3 separate regions of the Mus musculus genome follow, and all the other regions are linked to region 3. Evidence: chromatin contacts called from public Hi-C and HiChIP or PLAC-seq data. All regions are on one chromosome and are shown on one strand. Each heading gives the region's core, a stretch centred on a gene start, on an enhancer-like site or on the middle of the called end of the contact. The rest is flanking DNA. Distances are from core to core; before and after follow the strand shown.

What was found. Hi-C and Micro-C count contacts between places; a contact is called where the count stands out from the background. HiChIP or PLAC-seq counts read pairs in DNA pulled down with a chosen protein or histone mark.
Region 1: an H3K27ac HiChIP or PLAC-seq map of regulatory T cells shows a contact between it and region 3, with 9 times the contacts expected there. The contact joins two enhancer-like sites. A contact is called at or near these places in 2 of 115 datasets of contacts at active chromatin or transcription factors (astrocytes and regulatory T cells).
Region 2: a Hi-C map of CD8 T cells shows a contact between it and region 3, with 2.0 times the contacts expected there. The contact joins two enhancer-like sites. A contact is called at or near these places in 1 of 15 datasets of contacts at CTCF or cohesin (large pre-B cells), 2 of 484 Hi-C or Micro-C datasets (CD8 T cells and embryonic stem cells), 2 of 115 datasets of contacts at active chromatin or transcription factors (embryonic basal ganglia and large pre-B cells) and 1 of 9 other capture datasets (embryonic stem cells).

The regions. Positions count from the first base shown.
Region 1 is chr1:155,004,730-155,008,347 of GRCm38.p6, forward strand. No RefSeq gene overlaps it. Among named protein-coding and RNA genes, the nearest start is that of Gm51650, 7.7 kb to the left of the region's middle. Within about 2 kb of position 1,567, at least 40 of the 459 cell types and tissues checked have an H3K27ac peak or open chromatin away from gene starts, as enhancers often do. A contact at or near this core is called in regulatory T cells, where this site is marked.
Region 2 is chr1:155,026,094-155,029,630 of GRCm38.p6, forward strand. It overlaps Gm41980 (a long non-coding RNA gene), which reads right to left. Exons shown (of 6, transcript XR_001779499.2): 3 at 3,511-3,537; 4 at 2,725-2,780; 5 at 609-739. Among named protein-coding and RNA genes, the nearest start is that of Gm41977, 6.7 kb to the left of the region's middle. Within about 2 kb of position 2,023, at least 140 of the 459 cell types and tissues checked have an H3K27ac peak or open chromatin away from gene starts, as enhancers often do. A contact at or near this core is called in CD8 T cells, where this site is marked.
Region 3 is chr1:155,471,312-155,474,976 of GRCm38.p6, forward strand. No RefSeq gene overlaps it. Among named protein-coding and RNA genes, the nearest start is that of Gm31772, 24 kb to the left of the region's middle. Within about 2 kb of position 1,465, at least 37 of the 459 cell types and tissues checked have an H3K27ac peak or open chromatin away from gene starts, as enhancers often do. A contact at or near this core is called in CD8 T cells and regulatory T cells, where this site is marked.

The DNA of each region.
Region 1 (3,618 bases), core at 317-2,816, 470 kb before region 3:
AAGAAAGGAAGAGAGGAAGGAAGGAAGGAAGGAAGGAAGGAAGGAAGGAAGGAAGGAAGGAAGGAAGGAAGGAAGGAAGGAAGGAAGGAAGGAGAAAGAATAGAGACAGAGAAAAGGAGGGAGACCTGAGTAGACTTACATTAGAGAATATGCTCAAATGCAGAAGGTGTCAAGGGAGCAATCAGACCCCTGTTAGCAAGTCATAGCAGTAGCCCAGGTAAGAACTGGCAAAAAGAATCAGAGGTAACAGAAGAGGAGTGGGCACAGTCAATCAGCAAGAAGGGTGGTCTCAGCAAGACAAGCTAAGCACTGGAATGGACACAGTGTCCGGAGATGGAAAGGTGATAGATGCCTCACACAGACCCTTCCCAAAGGGCTGCTTGGAAGGAGAAAGCCTTGGGACTTGGAGCTGCATGATACTCCAGACCCACTCCCAGAGAAGGAGAATGAAGCCACATCCTCTGTGAGCAGATGGGGGGGGGGTGAGAGGGCTAGGGTGGTGGAAGGAGGTAAGGGCTTAGCCCCTGCAGTGATCAGACAACCTGAGGCAGCTCTCTCCCCTGCTCACTGGGAGGCCAGCCCCACACTTCAGACGTACACACCCCTCCCTACCCCCCTGCAGACAGAAGCAGCTAGAAGGAAGCCAGGAGACAAGGAAGCCACCACTGGTGGGCAGCAGCATGCAGTGCCAAGCTGGGGGTTGCTGGCAGCAGCTGAGGTGTCAGGGGACACAGGAGATTGGGGGGAGGGCACGGCTTATGCTATTGGAAGCACACAGGGAGGCAGCCTCAGAGCTAGGGTTGGCAGGACCATGGTGGATTTGATGTTCTGTCGGGAGAAAGCCAGAGAGACTCCTTTTCCCATGTGTAGGCATCACTTTTACATTTGGTGTGGCAACCTTGGCATGTCCTCTATTCTGCTCTAAAGACTTAGAACAAGTTGGGGAGGAGCCAAGGAGATCTTGATGCCCGTGTCTCAGCCCCTACCCCACCAGCCTCTAGTGATACAAACTTAAGTTCATAAGCCTGGGCAGCAGCACTTGGGTAGCCCAAGGAACACAACCACACCACTCCTTCTGAAAACCAGCCCAGGATACGACAGTCCACGACCACAGCATTTTGAAAAGATGAAATATGCCTCATCTCTGGAAGGATCCATGCAAGAATCAACAAGTTAACCCTCCATGGTTCAGAGAAAGCTCAGGAGGAGAGATGTATGGCTCACCCAGAGTCACAGAAGGAGCCCAAGAGCCCAGATGTAAACCCAAGGGAAGGGTCTCTGCACAGCTGTTATCATGCATAAGCAATCCCCACCACGTGATCTGCTCACATAGCTCTCAGTTTGATGTTGACATGTTTATTGAGCATATACTATGTGCCAGGCCCTGTGCCAGACACTAGAAATACAAAGATGGCCGTGGGATGTGTAGTCTCTGCTTTCACAGACTTTGTAGTTCACTGGGAAAGCTGACATGAAACCAGATCTTTAGAACAAGCAGAGCCATTTTAAGGGGTAGGTGAGATCAAGTTACTTCCTCTTACTTTCCGGGTACTTTCCGAGTAATGCCTTAGCCCATTTTGTAGGAAAGGAAATCGAGGTTGCGAGAATTAACCACTCATCTCCGTGGTCACATTAGCTAGAGAGACTCACGCTGTCTCCTCTGTATATCTCTGCTCACTGGTAGCTTGGAATTCACCAATACGTGGGTAACTAACGCCTAAAAACACCAGAACTCGGGTTCTGTTTAGCCTGGGTGCAAAGCCAAGTCAGAAACCAAGGGCCTCCCCAGAAAACCCTGCAGAACTTTGTATGGAATGAAGGCTCCTCTCTCTAAGGCTGCTCTCTTACATGAACACCATCTCTACTCCAGCTCTGGGCTGTAAGCCCCGGTAGCCATGGCCCCGGTAGCTTCCAGAACACACAGATTTGCTGAGGACTAGGTTAGCCACTTGGTCTGAAACAGCATTGTACACGCGGGACACAGCACCACCCAGTGGCAACATGAGGAACCGGCCGCAGAGGCCGGAGGCACCAGGCGCACCCTGGCGGCCTGTAGGAAAAGAAAACTCCAGGAACGAGTAAGCTTGGAAACCCCTGTACAGAGCCGTGTACAGGCTCTTTTTCTCTCTATGGGTTGGACACGCCTAACTCCAAAGTACCCTTCCCTAGAAGAATATCTTGCCTGGGTGTGTGGCTCCTTCTCCTATGATGTAGCCCTGGCTCTCTTACACCCATGGGGAAAAGCACCCAAGATTCATTGTGTATGGTGCAGTCAGTCTTGGGGTTCCATTCTGCAGTCGGGGAGGGGGGCTGCAGGAGGCGGGGTAGAGGAGAGAAAACTGAAAATCTGCTCAGCTTCCTTCCCAGCAGGGATGTAAGCCTCAAAGGGCTGGAGAACAAAACAATCATTATTCAAATTTTCTGCTTCATAATAACCTTAGCAACCATGTGGTTACAATTTTATGAATCTTAAATGTCCCCCGAAGGCATGAGTTGAAAACTTCATTGCCAGTGAGGGACAGGACCAGGAGGTGGTAAAAGTCCTTAGGAGGTGGGACCCAGCGGAAGGGAGTGAGGTCATGGGGGTTATACCTTGCAAGGCATGACAACAGTCATATCCAGTCATAATCTCCACCCCTCTCTTTCTCCCTCTCTCCTTCCCTCCCCCTTTCTCCAGATGCCATGAATTAAATAGTTTTGCTCAACCATACAACCATACTCCCCAACACACACACACACACACACACACACACACACACACCATGTTCTGCCTCCCTACAGGCCCAAAATGATGGCATCTAGTGACAGTAGACTTACACCTCAGAGACCATGAGCTTAAATAACCCCTTCCTTCTTATAAGTAGCTTGCTTCACATACGCAAAAAGAAGTGGAAAGCAGGGTAGCAAGCCCGTGGGGTCCAAGCGAGTACCAGTGCATTTAGAGAGCATCATCCCCAGGCCCTGACTATGACACATTCCTCACACAACATCGTTCATTTGTTATTGCCCACCCACCCACTGAGATCCAAATACTCAAAGTTCCAAAGAGAAAATTTTAATTTTCTTAATTTTAATATATAAAATGTACAAGAGAGCCATTTTTTTTCTGAGACAGGGTCTCTGTGTAGCCCTGACTGTCCTGGAATTCCCTCTGTAGACCAGGCTAGCCTTGAACTCAGAGGTCTGCCTGTCCCTGCATGCACCACCACATTCAGCAGGAGCCAGTTCTTTAGAACGGACATTACAGTTCCCAATGCACTGGGAAGGAGAAGCCTAAAGGCCTGACCCACTTCAGTGGGATCACAGAACTGCGTGTGATGCCCCTGGTGGCCCAGCATGTATACAGCTTGTGAACACCTCTATCCATCCAGAGAGCTGCGTTCCTTGTAAAATCTACCTGTGTGTTCCATTCTGCTCTTCAGGGTAGCCCCAGATACTAGCCATGGATCATGAGAGCAAAACTAGCCCACTTCCAAGTCCAGGGCCTGAAGCCTCAAGACAGAATAAAAATTGCCTTAAGGGAGTAGGGATGGGGCAGAAGTAAGAAGCAGCCCTAACCCTAAATCTTATCCTTAAGCAGAAGTGTTTAATTAATTGTGTGATGGTTTCAATGAAAAT
Region 2 (3,537 bases), core at 773-3,272, 440 kb before region 3:
TCTTTTCCTTTCCCACTTATGTGCCATATGCCTGGGGAGAGAAAGACCACGGGGACAGAGTGCAGCCAGAGCTGGCCTGTAAACTGTGAGGCTCAGAGGCAGGTCATGCTGTGAAAGAAAGTGGATGTTCAAAAGCAAAAGTACAAAGCCCCAGGCTGTGGAATCAGGTTTGCCGTCCTGGCTCTGCTACTAACAAGATGCAGGGCCTGAAGCAAATCCCTTGGCCTCTGTTTCCTCCCCACCTCCACCCCCGCCCCCTCCTAGACTGAGGAGGAGGAACAAGGTGAACTTTAACAGTGACAGACATCAGTATTCTGCAGTTTCAAGAGCAAACCCCTAAGGCCCTGTTATAATAGGTTTGATGGTCTTCTAAATGAGTTCTAATTACAGGACTTCCAGGCACCGTAGTATTTACTGTAAGTTGATGATCCAAAGGCCCCTCCAAACACTTAGCAGCAATAGATAAAATCGAAAAAGTTTAAAGTTTAGAATCCAAAGCTGAGATGGTTCCGTTAGTAAAGTCTAAATGAGTACTTGTTAGGAACTGAGTCCAGTTAGGAAGTCTGCCTTGCAAGCAGGGCATCTGGGTTTGGATCTCCACCACTCACCTAAAAAAACGATGGGCACGGCCTTAGGGGTCTAATCTCAGCGCTGGGCTCGGGAGGAGAGAGGCAGCGCCCTAAAGCTCACTGCTAGTTGTCCCAGCTGAATCAGTGAGCTCTAGGTTCAGTGAAAGAGCCTGTCTCAAAAGAAGGTAGAAAGCCATGTAGCAAGACACGTGACATCATCTGTTCTACCCACAAATACATACACACATACACACTATACACACTCTCACACATACACATACTTATGCACACACATATACACACTCACACACATATACACATTCACAAACACACACATACACATGCATACACACTGGCGCATACATTTACACATACACACACACACACACTGTGGGAAGGATAATATGCCAAGTAGTGATAGATGTTATGAAAAAAATATAGGGCTGGAGACATGGGTCAGCGATTAAGAGCACTGACTGACTTCCAGAGGTCCTCAGTTCAATTCTCAGCAACCACATGGCAGCTTACAACCATTTGTAATGAGATCTGATGCCCTCTTCTGGTGTGTCTGAAAACAGCAATAGTATACTCACATACATAAAATAAATAAGTCTTTTTTAAAAAAAGAAAAAATATTCAGGATCCTTAGAGATATAAAGGAATAGCTAATAATTATTGATTTTTTAAAAAGATGTAAGTTATGAAACCGTGCACAGCCTAAATAAAACAAAAAGTTATTTAAAAGGAAAAGTACAAAGGAAAGGTCATTACAAGTGTGAACTGCTTCTGTGTATTTCCTCCCTGCCAGACAGCTGTGGGCACCTGGACTGGACCCTCGTTCCTGTTCCCTGAATGAAACGAAATGAGAATGTGTGCATTAAAATACATAAATCGAGTAGCATTATGTAAACCCCAGCGAATTGTGGGGAACAAAGAACACTAATGAGTGGCAGTGATGAAGAAATCACCCAGAGCAAAGAAAAGCAGTTCAATATCAAAGCACAGACTTGCTAAGCCAGGGAGGCGCCGCCCACGGAGGCGGAGCCAGAAGTACTGAGGATGCATCTGTATGACTTGATCATCCATCTGAGGTGACAGGCAGTGTGGTGGGCGTGCACAACTGCAAGACCTGCAGGCAGGTCTCCAGAGATCAGCCAAGAAGAGCAGCCACCCACTCCTCCCACTTCCTCCCTCTCAGGTAGCCTGTGCGGCCAATGAGACTCGTGTACACACACACACACACACACACACACACACACACACACACACACACACACACACACACACTACAAGTATAGAGGAAAGACATCCGTACTCTCTCCCTGATTCCATGGACCCCTTTGGAAGATTATTAACTCTAAGTGAGGTCATGAGGAGACTGGAGTCTGGAAGGATTAACCTTCCGAAGAGAAACCAGAGTTTCCTCTGTCTTTTGAAGATACGAGCAGAAAGCTGCTGTCTGCAAGCCAGGAAATGAGCAAGCCCTCATTAGAACCAGACCGTGCTGGTACCCTGAACACAACCTCCAACCTGGGGAGAGAAAATCTGGAGTAGGTGGCTAAAGTCACTCAGCTTTCCCGTATGCTAGCTTAACAGTCCGAGCTACACACTCGAACCATAGCCTGAATCTGTTCTAGAGATAAGAACAGGTGTGTGTGTGGAATTGTCCCAACCCTAGAGAACAGGGACAAGGGTCCAGTCCAGGTGTCCACAGCTGTCTGACAAGGAGGAAGTAGACAATTTTGTAACTAAGAAGCTGTTCACATCGGTAATGACCTTTCCCCCTGCTAAGCCCTTCCCTGAAGCCTGGACTGGCCTTGCCACATTTTCAGGACATCAGGAACACCTGCTCCATTGTTAATAGCACCATTTACGGGAACATGGACTTGGACTTGAGATTGCCAAGCTTGGCTGTACCCTGCAATCTTCCAGGGTGCTTTCAAATACGCTCTCCCCCTCAGACTCTGTTCAATTGGTCTTGGTTGTTGCCTGGGCACGAGGGTTATTTATAACTCCCTAGGTGGTGCTCCTTTTAATCACAGTTGGGAAATACTGGCCTAGAAGTTGGTAAGACAAAGAAAACCTTTTTCACTGCCCAATGGGCTTGGGATCTTGGACAGGGACTCAAAGGCCCAATAGACAACCAGGGACATACCTTGGTGAACCTCAGAAGCCGCTACTGGGACAGCTGTGGGACTACTTCCTCTTTCCCTGGAGGAAAAACATAGCTCTCTCTACAATCAGGAAACAGGAAGCACGGGGTGCCTGTCAGCAGAACCAGCAATCCCCCTGCATGGAAACTTGGGCTTCCCCTGCCACTGACAACTGGAAAGACCAGCAGCTGGTCTTCCCGGCTCACCTGCATGTGGGAATGACCTAGAGAAAGCCTGCTCTTAGACCCTACTCCCTCGGACTTAGAAAGCCCTCCCCCCACGGCTGGTCCCTCCTGCCCCTCCTTCTCAGCCCCCTAACGCCTAACTCTTCCTGCCCACCCACACCTAGCCGCATCTTTACTGGATGCCCCCACGTTTCGGCCAGAGTTCCTGCAGTTCCCCACAAGCCACCTTTGCCCCTCGGCCTTCCTGATCCCCGGCAGGCAGTTCGGTGTCCCAGCTACGGAGGCTTGCTCCGCTCCGGCTGCTATGAATGCTAACACCTGAGTCTGCGCCCCCTCGCCACAGGAAGATAGAATTGTCTCCCTGTGCCGCCATGTGTTGGCTGAATCATCTTCCTGTGTTCGTGACTCCCAGTGGCTCGTTATGTAAAGCCCAGCCTCCTCAGCAGAAGCTTCGGGGCTCCTGTAGCCTTATCTCACCCCTTCTCCCAATTGCTGTGGCCCCAGAGCTGGGCTTTCTGCCCCTCAGGAGGTATGAACTCACAAGCTTGCTCCCCTATAGCAATTAGCTTCATACTTAAGAAGTGACCCCAACCTATTTCTTACCGTTGCCTCTGTGTCCCTTCCTGTGCT
Region 3 (3,665 bases), core at 215-2,714:
TTGCCTATTTCCATAGTTTCCATTTGAGGAGCCTCCTCCCCTTCTCTGTACCCCCTGCTCTGGTTATGGTCCCACCACCTTAACCTGGGGATGTGAAGCATGGTAGGACCAGTCTGAGAGCCTCTGGCCACAGGGCAGTTCAGAGCTGGGCCCATGACAGTTTTCCATTTGAGGGCTTCTGAGCACTCAAGGGAAACGGGGGCCTTGAAGGCTGTTTTCTACTGAAATGCAGACTCTGGAGGAGAAGTTAGCTGGCCAGTCATGTGAGTCTATAGGGAACCTGAGGACAAAGCCAACACAGGAAGGAAGATGGATCCCAATCAGGAGATGAAGGGAGACAGGTTTGGTGATGTTTAAGTCCCACTGTCAGGAACCATCCCTTTGTCTGACCCTCCCAGCTTGTTAGTAGCCAAGAAATGTTCTTTTCAATTATGCCCATTCAATTCAGATCAGCCGGGAGAATCCTGAATGGCATTCTACACAAATGTGAGAATAAAAGAAAAAAAAATGGCTTGTATAGTGCTTAGCACTCGGTAAGTGCTCAATAAAAGTAGAATTGATTGTGCTTCCAATAGCTCAGTTCAGAAAACAGCAGACTCTGCCTATTTTGAATTGCGACAGTCCTTTTCCAAACCTGATAAAGAGCTACTTGTGGTAAGTTGAATTCTGGGAAGTACAAAAATCTTAGTTTCTGAGAAAGCTTTTCCTGTCGCCCCCCAAACTCCCTCTCACTTCCTCTGATTATCCTCTTCTTTCCTCTTCCCTTCTCTCCTCTCTTCCTCCTCCTCCCCCCAACTCTCTAGGACTCATTGTCTTACATGGCCAAATAATTATGAACCCTTTAGGAGCTTTAGACGTAACTTTCTTCTTCTGCCTCAGCACCTATGTGAATGAATTCATTAACTCCGTTCCTGAAGGCAGATTTTGATAGTGGTCTGTGGTGATAACACTTCTACTGAGAATTAAAGAGAGATAAGGTGAGATCCAGAGACCAGAAGGCTGGAAAGCCAACCATTTCTCAGCAGGTTTGCTTTGCCTGCGTGTTAAGCATTCTTAGACATCCCAGTCTGACATTATAAAAGGTGTGTAATGTTTTCGAACATAGAGAAAGATCCTTGGTGAAAACAGCCATGCAAACTTTTGTTAAACACAGCCTGTTACTCCATCCTCCTCTGCCCAGGCGGCCCTACATCTTGCCCTTAGCTGCAGTTCTAAGGGAACCAAGGACCACAAAGAAAGTGGCCTACCCCAAGGGGTGAGCAGCCTAAAGGATGGAGTAGAGGCACCAGACAACGACATCTTTTCTCTTGGATGTGTGCAACAACATAGTTACCTCGGTCCTATAAAATAGATGACCCCAAACAAAGAATGGAGAAGCTGCCTGATCCATATAAAGTAAGCATTTTAAGGCTCTGTCAGAGCAAGGATGCATTGCTCCTGAGTAAGGACGTGCGTGAGTCATAGTTCAAAGAAATGAGGCGGGGCTTCCTAGAAGTCCCTGAAAGTGTAAGCAATTTCAGACTCCATTAACTCTGCAGGCAGCAGTTTCTCCCTTCTCTTCCTCTCTTCCTTCCTTGAGCCTTTCCTCCCCCTTGTAGGCTTCGTTTGGTTTTTTGTTTTGTTTTGTTTTTGTTTGTTTTTCCTTCATAAGATGCATGCTGTCCTCTAAAGCCTCATTCTATGGGTATGAAAAGATTCCATCCCCGAGGCCTAGTCCGTCATCGCGTAGCCGTTTTCTGTTTCTTTTCATGTGCTAGCTGACACCTGTCATGAAGCAGAGGGCCAGAGATTCCCACCCCTGCTTCCCTCAAAAGGCTCAGAATCATTGCCAGACAGACCAGAGTATAGTGCTCCAGAGTAGAATGTTTCTTGCTCATTATGAGCCTGGCAACTTGTGGAAAAAAATTTTTTTTAAATCAGAGTTTAGAATGAATCAGAGAGAGTTTAGGCTTTTTGTAAATTAACATTATTCAAGTATGAGTCTAAATACCTCTTCCACCTGAGATGATTCTGTATTTGCTTCTCCTGCCCTGGGCTAAATTGCAATCTATATTTTATCTTCTACTTAATATTCTTTTATCCCTTTCCTCTATCCCACTGCTTATATTTGAATAATTTTTCTGTACACACACCCTAACTAGTATTAGCCTTATACAAATTAGCATTTCTAAGTGTCCCTATCACTAGATAGCATGCATGATCATTTGACAGCAAGAAAATGTATGCAAAATGCCCAGAAGCAAAAGGGAATTATTTATCAGAGATACCATGGGGCAGGGTATTATGAGATTAAATATCAAATTAGGGGTTTGAGCTTGCACAAAATTACATTCCATATAAAACAGCTTCTGGCTCAAATTCATTAGAAACTCAATCCCACTATTTAGAAATATTATATGTACTAAGGATACTTTTAAATGGCTCTGTGTGTGTGTGTGTGTGTGTGTGTGTGAGAGAGAGAGAGAGAGAGAGAGAGAGGATTTAAGGTAAGAGCAGTGATAAAGATCTGAAGGCTCAAAGAGGATGAAGAAAAGGTTAAATCAGTGTTTTTCATTTAATCGGTGTTTATTGAACAACCACAAGGTAGAACCAAGACCAGGAGAGGTCAAAGGTGAATGATCCAGATTGTGTTGAGCAGATTACAGGAGGTTTCACAGAGCTAGAAGCCTAAGAAGGTTAGGAGGTGCTGGGTTCGCAGGGGGCGGTGGGAGAGCTCTGGAGAGATCACATCACTAGAGACCAGGTGGTGCCTGGTCTCTATTTTAAAAACTTTTAAATCTTAGAGGAAAAAAATCTTAAAAGGTTTTGCTTAATTGTGTTGTTTTAATTAAAGCACTCAGAATCCAAGCATGGTGGTGCATACCTGCACTTTCAGTCCTTGGGAGGTGGAGACAGGAGGACCAGTTCAAAGCCCACCTGGGCAACAGCAATCTCTAGCTCAAAAACTAAATCAAACCAAAACAGCAGAGAAAGTGCTCCTACACATCTTTGTCCACATCCCCTTGAGTTTCCTAATGGGCACAGACACCTTTATCCCTCAGACCCGCGTCCTGGGAAGAAGGTCCATTTGCAAACAGACCTGTTCTTTTTTTCAGGAGGGTAAGAAACAATAGAGCCCATTAAAAGTGATGCTCTTACCCTGTGGGAGATGATGCAAGCTAGGCATGAAGCCCAGAGACTGTTGCCAGGATACATGGCTGTCAGGTAGCAGAGGTCACAGGACCTCAGAAAGGGTTTCATAAATGACTAATTCGTTTTTGTTTTATTTTGTCCTTAATAAAGGATTGCCTCGGGTTCTCTAAGAGTTACTACACTTCAAATATTCGCACAGCACATTTGATATACGTTCTTCATATGGTCTCATCTAATTAGGGAGAGGCTGAGGGAGCAGAGGTCCAGACCCTTGCTGTACTCAGGGCATCTCTGAAGGACCACTCCAGCCCAAGAATGCTGCACAGGACCAGAGGCGACCCCTGATGCATTTGCAGCATAATTCAGCATCTTTCTCTGCCAGTCAAGTCACTTACACTTGTAGAGGTATTTATTGTCCCTGCTGGTGATCCCGATAACCTTCCTGCACGGATCAAAGAAAAATCAGAGCTAGATGGGTGTTACTCAGTAGTTAACGTAATGAGTAGAAGCAGCATTGTTTCAGACCTGTGCTC